Linked DNA regions of Mus musculus: region 2 is linked to region 1. A link is a contact called in public HiChIP or PLAC-seq data. All regions are on one chromosome and are shown on one strand. Each heading gives the region's core, a stretch centred on a gene start, on an enhancer-like site or on the middle of the called end of the contact. The rest is flanking DNA. Distances are from core to core; before and after follow the strand shown.

Region 1 (4,545 bases), core at 1,439-3,938:
CCCCAGCTTCTGTGGTCCCACTCCCTTGTGTGCAAGCCACACAAGACTCAATACATCGAGGCCGGACTTCTCATTTGGAGACAAGACTTTGTCTGCTGTAAACATTTATTCTAGACCTAATGAAACAAAGGGTCTCTTCCCCACTCATAGCTCCACGGCCTTACCCCTGCTCCACTCCAGGAACACCCCGGCATTTAGGAATTTACTGCCAAAGTAGACAGGCTTCTGATTTCATCTGTCATGTGTATAAGTTATTGAAAGTAGATATACTTTAAGTATCAATGATTCCTTTAATAATAGTCAGAGCTGAGGAGGCACTCACTTGGTAATGTGCTTTTCTTACAAGTATGAGAAGCAGAATTCAATCCCAGAACCTATGAAAAAGGATGGCTAGGTGTGCCAGTGCAGGCTAGGTGTGGCAGTGCACACTTGCAACCTCATTCCCAGGAAGGGTAGAAATAAGGACCCTGGGGCTTGCCGGCCAGCCAGTCTGGCCTAACTGTCAAGCTTCAGGCCAGTAAAAGACCCTGTTTCCAAATATATGGTAGATGATACCTGAGGCAAAGAGGCTAAGGTTGTCTCCAGGCCTCCACACACATGCATACACACATGGAACACGCATGTACATGAGCACACACATACACAGCCATACACAAAATGGACACATTTTAAAGTAGTGGTTAAATAAGGGAAAATAGTTATTTTCCTGGCAACCAAACTTAATTCACTGGACTTTATTTCAAGCTAGAGAGTTAGATCCTAGATGTTCATAACCCTTTTACTGCTGTCCTTTCTCTCTCAGATTTTTCTATCTGATTTTCATCTACCATTTTTTTAATTAAGAAACTAAGAAACATCTACAATGACATGTGACCAGCTGTGGATTTTCCCCACATGTGGATTTTCTACTGAGCATCACCAAAAAGGGAGGCAGAGCCCACCGAAACAAGCAAAGTCATCCTCTCTCTTCTTAGAGAAGTACATAAATGTCCAACCTACCTGCTTCGCTTCTCATTAAGAAAAAATAACAGAACAACAAGCTTCCCAGCAGACCAAATATGTACCTTTTCCTATTATACACAGCTAAGGAGAGGAAGGATGTAGAAGAGAGAAGAGACAGAGGACAAACAAGTGAGAGATGAGCGGAAGGGAGAGGACGGGGTGGGAGGGGGGGCAGAGCATCATGGGAAAGGAATGAAAGGAGCAGAAGAGACAGGTGCACCCAGAGAAAGGCACAGCGGCTGGTGCAAGAGATGTGGGCAGGTTTGGAGGGAAGCCTGGGCTGAGGTCACCTTCTGTCACCTTTTGTCCCCCGAGGCCACCATGCTCAGTGTGCATTATGAACAGCACTTGACCAACACTTTGGTCTAGAGAAAACCCTCCTTCTAGGGGAACAATCATTGGTCCTCACAGCACATAACAAATGCCCGACAGTTTGGGCTGCGGTGACAGTGGCCTGGGCAAAGTCGAGTGTGAGCTAAAGTGGTATCTTTTCCTACAGCACTAAGCTGTCCTGGGCCCCAGGCTTCTCCAGAGCTTACCTCCTCAACCATCTGCTTGACTTTCTTCTGCTGGCAGTGCACCATGTCATCCAGGTGTCTGATCCGCTCCCGGAGGCTGGCCGACGCCTCCTCCAGCTGCTGGTACCTAAGAAAGAAGAGAGCACTGAGCCCTGACTCCAGACAGCTGCTGCCGCTCCCCCTACGGCGGCAGAGACCGCCACAACATTTCACAGAAGCGACACTCAAACTCAAGCCACACGCTCTTCTCCTGTGGACTCTAGGGATTAACTCAGGATCGCTATCACCTGAGAAAGAGCACCTTCCTTCAGGGCCCCTCTCGAGCTTCACTCTGTGTCATGACAAATCTGTCCTTTTCAAGGGCAGAATGAGAAGGCTTTTCTGCACTGAGAAACACGAGAGGCTTTCTGCCTGGGGGTTAATACAGACTGGAACATGCAGTCAGTGACCTTAATTAAGGGGAGGGAGAAGGAGCCCCTGAAATCAAGGGTGGAATCCAGAAGGACCTGCACACATCACTGCTGTGCTGGTCATTGACTGGGCCATCAAGGCATACACGGAGAGCCCTTCACTGTGTCACCACCCTGCACCCCAGAACTTTTTCTGAGAGCTTTTTCTTGAGAGACATTATTCTGTGTCTTTGCTCAGCTCAAGCTAACCAAAGGAGCTATGACGCCTTTGGCTACGTAGGCAGGTGACTATGATCTGTGTGTCATGAGAGCAGAACACCGGAAGAAATGTTCAGTGGCTGTGTCCCATTTCCCAGCAATAACCAGGTCCCTCATTAGCACCAAAGTAGAAACTAGTGAGGACCCCAACAACTTGGGAAACCCTCAAGTCATAGGAGCAAGGCCAGTGAGATGGCTCAGCAGGTAAGGGTGCTTGCTGCCAAGCAGTGATCTAAGTCTGATTCCCCACATGACCCAATGTGCTGAAAGGAAAGAATTAATTCCTAAAAGTTGTCTTCTGACCTCCACACTCATGCCATGGAACATCTGTAACACATATACATACCTGCACAACCAATCAACCAATCAATCAATCAATCAATATTTGAGATCGAGGAAAACAGATTTTTTTTTCCCCCAGCATGTACTATATAGCAGGCAGTAGGTCAAAGTTCCCTCACAACGTGAATCAAAGGGAGGGGCATCTGATCAACATAACCATTCTTTATTTAGAAAGTTTCCACTCCACAGGCCAAGAGCCTTGGGGGTCAGGTGACTTGCCCAAGGGCTCCAATCAGCCCAGCCTTCCCTTCCTTCCTCTCTGCCTTTTGATTTCTAGAAAAGCCAAGTATGACTCCTGTAATTTCCATCCAGGGTCTCACACACTCATGACCAAAGGGCAATGCAAGGCATGGAAACAAGCAACATTTTAAAATTAGTTTCCAGGACAAACGGTATCGGTCACAGCTGACGAGTTATCTCATTAACGAGGTACATCCTGTGCACTCAGGGTTATGAGCACAAGCAGATGGGACTTCTGTGCTTGTGGCCGTCATTTGATGTGTCCCGCTGAACTACAGTCACGATCGAGACACAGCTGCAAGCTCCTGAAGGAACTGGGCCCACATTGGGTGCTCTCAGCCAATGCCACTCTTATGTATAGGTTTGTCCTAAGTGAGGACCACATGAGTGAAAGCACAAGAGTCAATGAGTTATCAGAAACAGTGCACACTAGGTTGAGGAGAAGGCCCAGTGGGTAAGAAGTCTTCTTAGGCAAGCATGAAGACCTAAGCATGAGTTCAAATCCCCAGCACACCCATTGTAAAAACTTAGGCATAGCTGTGGATGTTGGGGGAGGGGAGACAGAAAGATGACTGGGCTTTGTTTGCTACCAGCCTTGTTCCAGGTTCAGCAAGAGACCCTGGATCAAGAGAATGAGGTAGAAAGTGATAAGAGAAGGACACCAGACTTCTTCCTCTGGCCTCTGTGGGCAAGAACATGCACACATGTGCATCTAGTGCACACGCGCATGCACACACACACACACACACACACACACACACACACACACAACCAGTGTGCATATCCACCTCTGAGTTGCTCGAAGTCCAAGGCCAGCCTGCCTCACCTGTTCTTGTCAGAATCTGCCATCTCCCCTGACATTTCTGTCTCATGCTCAAGGAGCTGGAGCTGGAGCTGATGCCGTTCCTAAAACAGACATAATCAATGGATCCAGATGGAGCTAGGCAGAGGATGAACACCAGGCACACCCAGCTCTCCAAGTCTGTACAACACTCCCTGTTCACACATCCACTAGGTCAGAGCTCAGAACTCAAAGGGGCCCAATGCATAGACATATGTATGGATCTGGAAAAAAACACTCTAGGCAAACCACATGAACCCCAGCCCAGGATTACACGTCTTATGAAAACTTATAGTTCTAAATAATGATAATCTATGTCGTAAATCAATGGCCCATGACATTGTGAGTCCTTATTGTTTTCAAAAACATCTAGCAAAGAGGCTCTGAAATTCTGATAATGGCTTATGGACCAACCCAGGTGTGTTTACACAGGAATAATTGCTTATAAGACATATATGATGCTGGCCATAATGGCCAGCACAATGGTCCCCCCAACACAAAGAAGTCCAGGACCTAGTCCCGCATAAACACACCATCTCACACAGAAAGGGGAACTGTGAAAACATGGTTAATGATCTGCATGGTCTCATGGATCAAGCTAGAGGAAGCAGTAGAGTTCAAGTTGGGATGCTAAGACAGCATTACATGGCTAACTCTGACACCAGAGTGGGACTTCTCACCTCCAGAACTGAAAACAATAAATTCACATAACCGAAAGCTACTTTTCGGCAATTTACTTCAGTAGCAATAAGAAACATATGTGTGTCAAGCTATATGCTTCATACACTTTGCTGAATCTATAAATGTGTGCGTATGTATAGATTTAAGTTTAATTTAACATTTATTTAACTTATTAACATTTAATGGAACTGTTAATAAAAGTACAGTACCTGTCATCACTGAAATCTCACTAGACATACATTATAGATATTAA
Region 2 (4,509 bases), core at 517-3,016, 45 kb after region 1:
GAACCCTGGAAATACTCTGCTCGCTCTACAAACTCATTTGTGATAATATCTGCCTCCAAGAGCAGAATGGAACTGAGTGCCCAGCCCTGGGGCACACAGAAATAGATCTATAAATATTCAGTGAGTCAGTTAGTCAATCAACACACACACACACACACACACACACACACACACACACACAGGAGCCTTTAAAAAGATTTTGTCCACAGAAGTTCTAGAATGTTCCAATCAGTCCTACATAGTCTGAATTCGGAAGCCTGAGTTCTTCAGACCAAAGTTTCGATGCAGTCTTAGCCAAAAGACAAAGCATTCCAGTATGTCCAGACATCATTCAAGAGAAAAATCTCAAAGATGCTACTGAGTCTACTGGCTATACCTAATTCACTCACAGGATCCCAGCATCAACCTAAATCAGAGTCTCCCTGTGGGTAGGGGCTGCTGCACACAGCTCAGGGCTAACTTTGTAATGATTTTATTCTTTGTCAACCTAAATTTTGTTCTGATTAAACAAAGCCTTCCATGGGAAAGAGTCAAATGCCCATCTTGCAATAGGGTAAGCCCATGGTTGGAAACTCACTAACCAAATGGGAAGCCACTTTATTAAGTTAATGACCAAGCAACCAGAGTTCTATGAGCCTTAGGTGTCTAACATATACACACAAACATAAATACACACACACACACACCACCACCACCACCACCACCACTTGGCCCTCACCCAAAAGCAACACATGCCTTTCGTCTATAAATGGAGAAAAGATAAACACTAAAGGTCAAATCAAACTAACCGGACTTGGGAAGGGGCTTTTGGAGTGGGATTTAACCTGTTAGAATGAACGGTGGAGATACGTGATTAGTGAAGAGGTAGGTATTTAATAACGTGATACCAGAAGACTCAGAAAGCTACAAGCCAAGCTCCTAGCAGACTTCTCTGAGGCCCTGATCTTCGAAGGGGCATAGAATGTCAACCTGACAAGCCTGGCCATTCTTTCAGGAGCATCTGGGAGGTAAGAACTGATTCAGCAAAGACTGTGGCTAAACACATTTCTTTAGGGAAATCTCCCTGGAGGTGATGGTCAGGGCTTAAAAAAAGAAGTTCCTGCGTAAACTAGAGTCCTGCACAGCTAGACTCCGAGGTGGTCAGCTGCTCAGCTCTGGTCTGCAAACAGGCAACCACCTTGGCAAAGCTGGCTCCTGGATCAGAGGCTGTCTGTCACTGGTGGATGGACATATGGATGATGCTCCCAACCAAGAGATGCAGAAAAGTTCACGTTTCAAGTATATTCAGGGCAGAGACCTCAGAAACCTCTCCCCTGCCTTTTTTAAACTGATGCCACATTTAAGCTTGGCTTGACAGTGGAGACGCGAAGGAGAAGTAAGTTCTAGGTATCCCAGAAAGTCCCCTAAGCCCTCTCTTCCCGCCTCGGGAGCATCCAGAGGGAGGGTCACTGTGGAGTCCCGGACTGGCCAGGAAACTTGAGCCAAGACTGAGGTATCGACAGCCAGAAGCATCCTTCTCCCCACATCCCTACAGATGGGGCGACAGGGATGGGTGCGAGAGATCCCCAGCAGCTCCTTCTCCAGCTAGCTACTTACCCTTCTACTGGGCGTTCCAGGCGACTTGGCGCCGCCACCTGAGAACAGGGTGACAGTGGACGTGGAGCGCAGCATCTCGCAGCGGCTGTGGAGCAAGGGCTGGGTGCCCGCGCTGCTCCGGGGCAGGATAAGCGTGCGGGGCGCACCCTACGCGGGGGAGGCTCAGACACTAGAAGCTACGGCTTCCGCAGGGCTGGAGCCCAGGAGGCGGGGCCTGGGAGGGGCCTGAGAGGGGCGGGGCTAGGATTCTGCCAGACTAGTCAAGCAGCATTCTCTCCCCAAAGTTGAGCGTCTCCTCTCTGTATCTCCCTGTCCAGTCTTCCTGCACACACTGTGGGTCTGGTCTCTGTATCCCCTGTCCTTTTGGCCTCACGACCCCAGAGCTTTCCATCAAACCCCAAGGACTACTGGGACCCTTGGTCTTTGTCACTTTTTTTCACGGTAACTACTGAGTGCCTATTATTTGTGCCTCCTAGTGAACGACCGACTCCTGTCCTCACAGATTTGCACCCTAATGGTGACCCTGAGAGAAGACAGTTGTCATTTCTGTGGTAGAAAACAGGTATGTGTGCTGGGAGTGTGCAACTGTCCAAAGGTCCTCAGGAGCCAGAAAGAGGCTCCCAGAGGAAGTGACTAAGCTGAAGACCAGAATTGCAAGGCTGTCCACATTCATTCAGTGATTGCTGTGTGTCCACCTGGCAGGACTGACCACCCTTTGCGTCAATCAATCTTCACAACCACGCTTTGGGGGTAGGTGTCATTATCCTGCACCCCATTTTGCAGGTGAGGACACTGATTCATCAAGGGTTGAGTAAGGCAGGAGGAGCCCCACCAGGTGTTAAGTGGCCAAGCTAAGAGGTGACCTACCCTGTCAGCCCCTAGGGCCTTTCTGGAACACTCTGCTGCCCCCTAGCAGAGATAAGCAAGGCAAGGGCAGATCTGGGACCCTTCCTTCTTAGGCATCCTGTCACAGTGCCAGGAGCTGATGGTGGAGAGAAGCTAAGGAGAGCTGGGGCCTAGTCACTAAGAACCTGGTGTGTGAGTGCTTAGGCCTTTAACATCAGGACAAAGTGCTTCGGGGGAAAGAGAGGGAGGACACAGTATCTCCATTCACCCTTCAAAGCCGAGGCAAAACCCAGCCTTCTCACCAACCTCCTAACCTGAACCCCGACGGCACCCCTGAACCTAGAAGCTTTGTTTCCCTAACTTCTGTGCACTCTCCTCTCTCTCTCTCTCTCTCTCTCTCTCTCTGTGTGTGTGTGTGTGTGTGTGTGTGTGTGTATGTGTGTGTACCCATGCACACGAGTGATCCCAAGGTTGCACCACCAGGAAAGACGTCAAAGAATGTTACCAATCAGAATTCCTCGTGATCCCACAAAACTTGCCCCTTTGGTGACAACAGTCATGTTTTCTGCAAGTCTGCATGAAAGCCGCAGGGCCTCTTCTCTGCCAGCTCTTCCTGATGCTTTCTACCAACCTCATCACCACTGTGTGTGTGTGTTTTAAGATTTACTTTTTATTTTTAATTTTGAGTTTGCCCAGGTGAGTACAGGTATCCTCAGAGGCCAAAGGCGTCCAATCCCTTGAAGCTGAAGTTAGCTCAGTTGTTAACCACCCACCTTGGGTGCTGGGAGCTGAACTCTAGTTCTCAGCAAGAGTAGTAAGGTTTCTTAATGTTGAGCCATCTTCCAGCCCTCTGCCTCTGTCCTCTTAGATCTGTATGCACTTCCTCCTCAGGCTACACAACCCCACCAGGTAGATTCTGTTAACATCTTTGATTTGCAAAGGACAAAACTAACGCCAGAGTTAATGGGTCAATAGCCATACATATCGATTCCACTCTATTCCCATCTATAGCTTCTTCAAAACAAGGAATCCATGAGAGATTTCCCTCTGTCCTCCTCCACACAGCCTCTGCTTCTAGTCCTGACATCTGTAAGCCTAAACTCTAAGTCTACCCTCCAATAAGTACTGATCAAAGGGCGGTGGTCGGGGCTGGAGGGCTAGCTCAGTGGTTAAGAGTACTTGTAGGACTTGGTCCCCAGCACCCACCTGGTGGCTAACAATAGTCGGTTGGCAACTTCAGTTTCAGGTGATCTGACACACTCTTTTGGCCTCCGTGGGCACCAGGTCTGCTGTGGTACACATACCTACATGCAGATAATACATCCATACACATAAAAAAATAAAAAATAAACCAATCTTCTAAAGGTAGATGTTAGAAGCCACTAGGAGTTAGAGATAGATGTCTGCATGGTTACCTCAGTGGAAAGAAACTAATGGTTAATGATGGTTTGCTATTTTGCCCCAAGGAGATAGGCAATGGGCTGTTTTTGCAGACACAGTCAAAACACCCTGGCATCAGTAATGTTTATTTATAGCACGGCAATCACCCAAGAGACCATCAAAGATTGATAGGCTCAGCACAGGGAGAAAGGGGATTTGCATATCTGATAGGCTCCGAGTGGACAGAAGGGGGATTTGCTTATCTACGGTTTGTGTGTTGTGCTGGTTAGTTGTTTGTCAACTTGACATAAGCTAGAGTCATCTGGTAAAAGGGAACCAACCACAACTGAAAAACATGTTTCAATCATATTGGTCTGTATGCAAGTTTATAGGGCATTTTGTTATTGTGATATGAGAGAGCCAAGCTCACTGTGGGTGGAGCACCTCTGGGAAGGTGGTCCTGAGTTATATAAGAAAGTAGACTGAGCAGGCCATACAGAACAAGCCAATAAATAATATTCCTCCATGGTGTCTGCTTCAGTTCCTACCTCCAGTATCCTACCCTAATTTCCTTCAATGAAGGTCTCTAAGCTGCAAGCCCAAATAAACTCTTTCCTTCCCAGGTTACTTTTGGTTATGGCATTTTATCACGAGTGACAGAAACCCTAAGTCATCCATCCACCTGAG

Evidence for each region. HiChIP or PLAC-seq counts read pairs in DNA pulled down with a chosen protein or histone mark.
Region 2: a contact with region 1 is called in an H3K27ac HiChIP or PLAC-seq map of heart atrium, with 4 times the contacts expected there. The contact joins the promoter of Myzap here to the enhancer-like site in region 1. A contact is called at or near these places in 6 of 39 promoter capture datasets (HPC-7-derived erythroid cells, embryonic stem cells, epiblast stem cells and 3 more), 1 of 15 datasets of contacts at CTCF or cohesin (the NIH/3T3 cell line), 23 of 484 Hi-C or Micro-C datasets (the 63-12 cell line, CD4 T cells, the G1E-ER4 cell line and 15 more), 11 of 115 datasets of contacts at active chromatin or transcription factors (bone marrow-derived macrophages, a colorectal cancer cell line, craniofacial prominence and 6 more) and 2 of 9 other capture datasets (adipose tissue and liver).

Annotation. Positions count from the first base shown.
Region 1 is chr9:71,545,128-71,549,672 of GRCm38.p6, forward strand. It overlaps Myzap (myocardial zonula adherens protein), which reads right to left. Exons shown (of 13, transcript NM_001033208.4): 9 at 3,597-3,676; 10 at 1,542-1,647. Among named protein-coding and RNA genes, the nearest start is that of Myzap, 45 kb to the right of the region's middle. Within about 2 kb of position 2,689, at least 10 of the 459 cell types and tissues checked have an H3K27ac peak or open chromatin away from gene starts, as enhancers often do. A contact at or near this core is called in adipose tissue and heart atrium, where this site is marked.
Region 2 is chr9:71,590,594-71,595,102 of GRCm38.p6, forward strand. It overlaps Myzap (myocardial zonula adherens protein), which reads right to left and starts at 1,767. Exons shown (of 13, transcript NM_001033208.4): 1 at 1,597-1,767. The coding sequence starts at 1,671.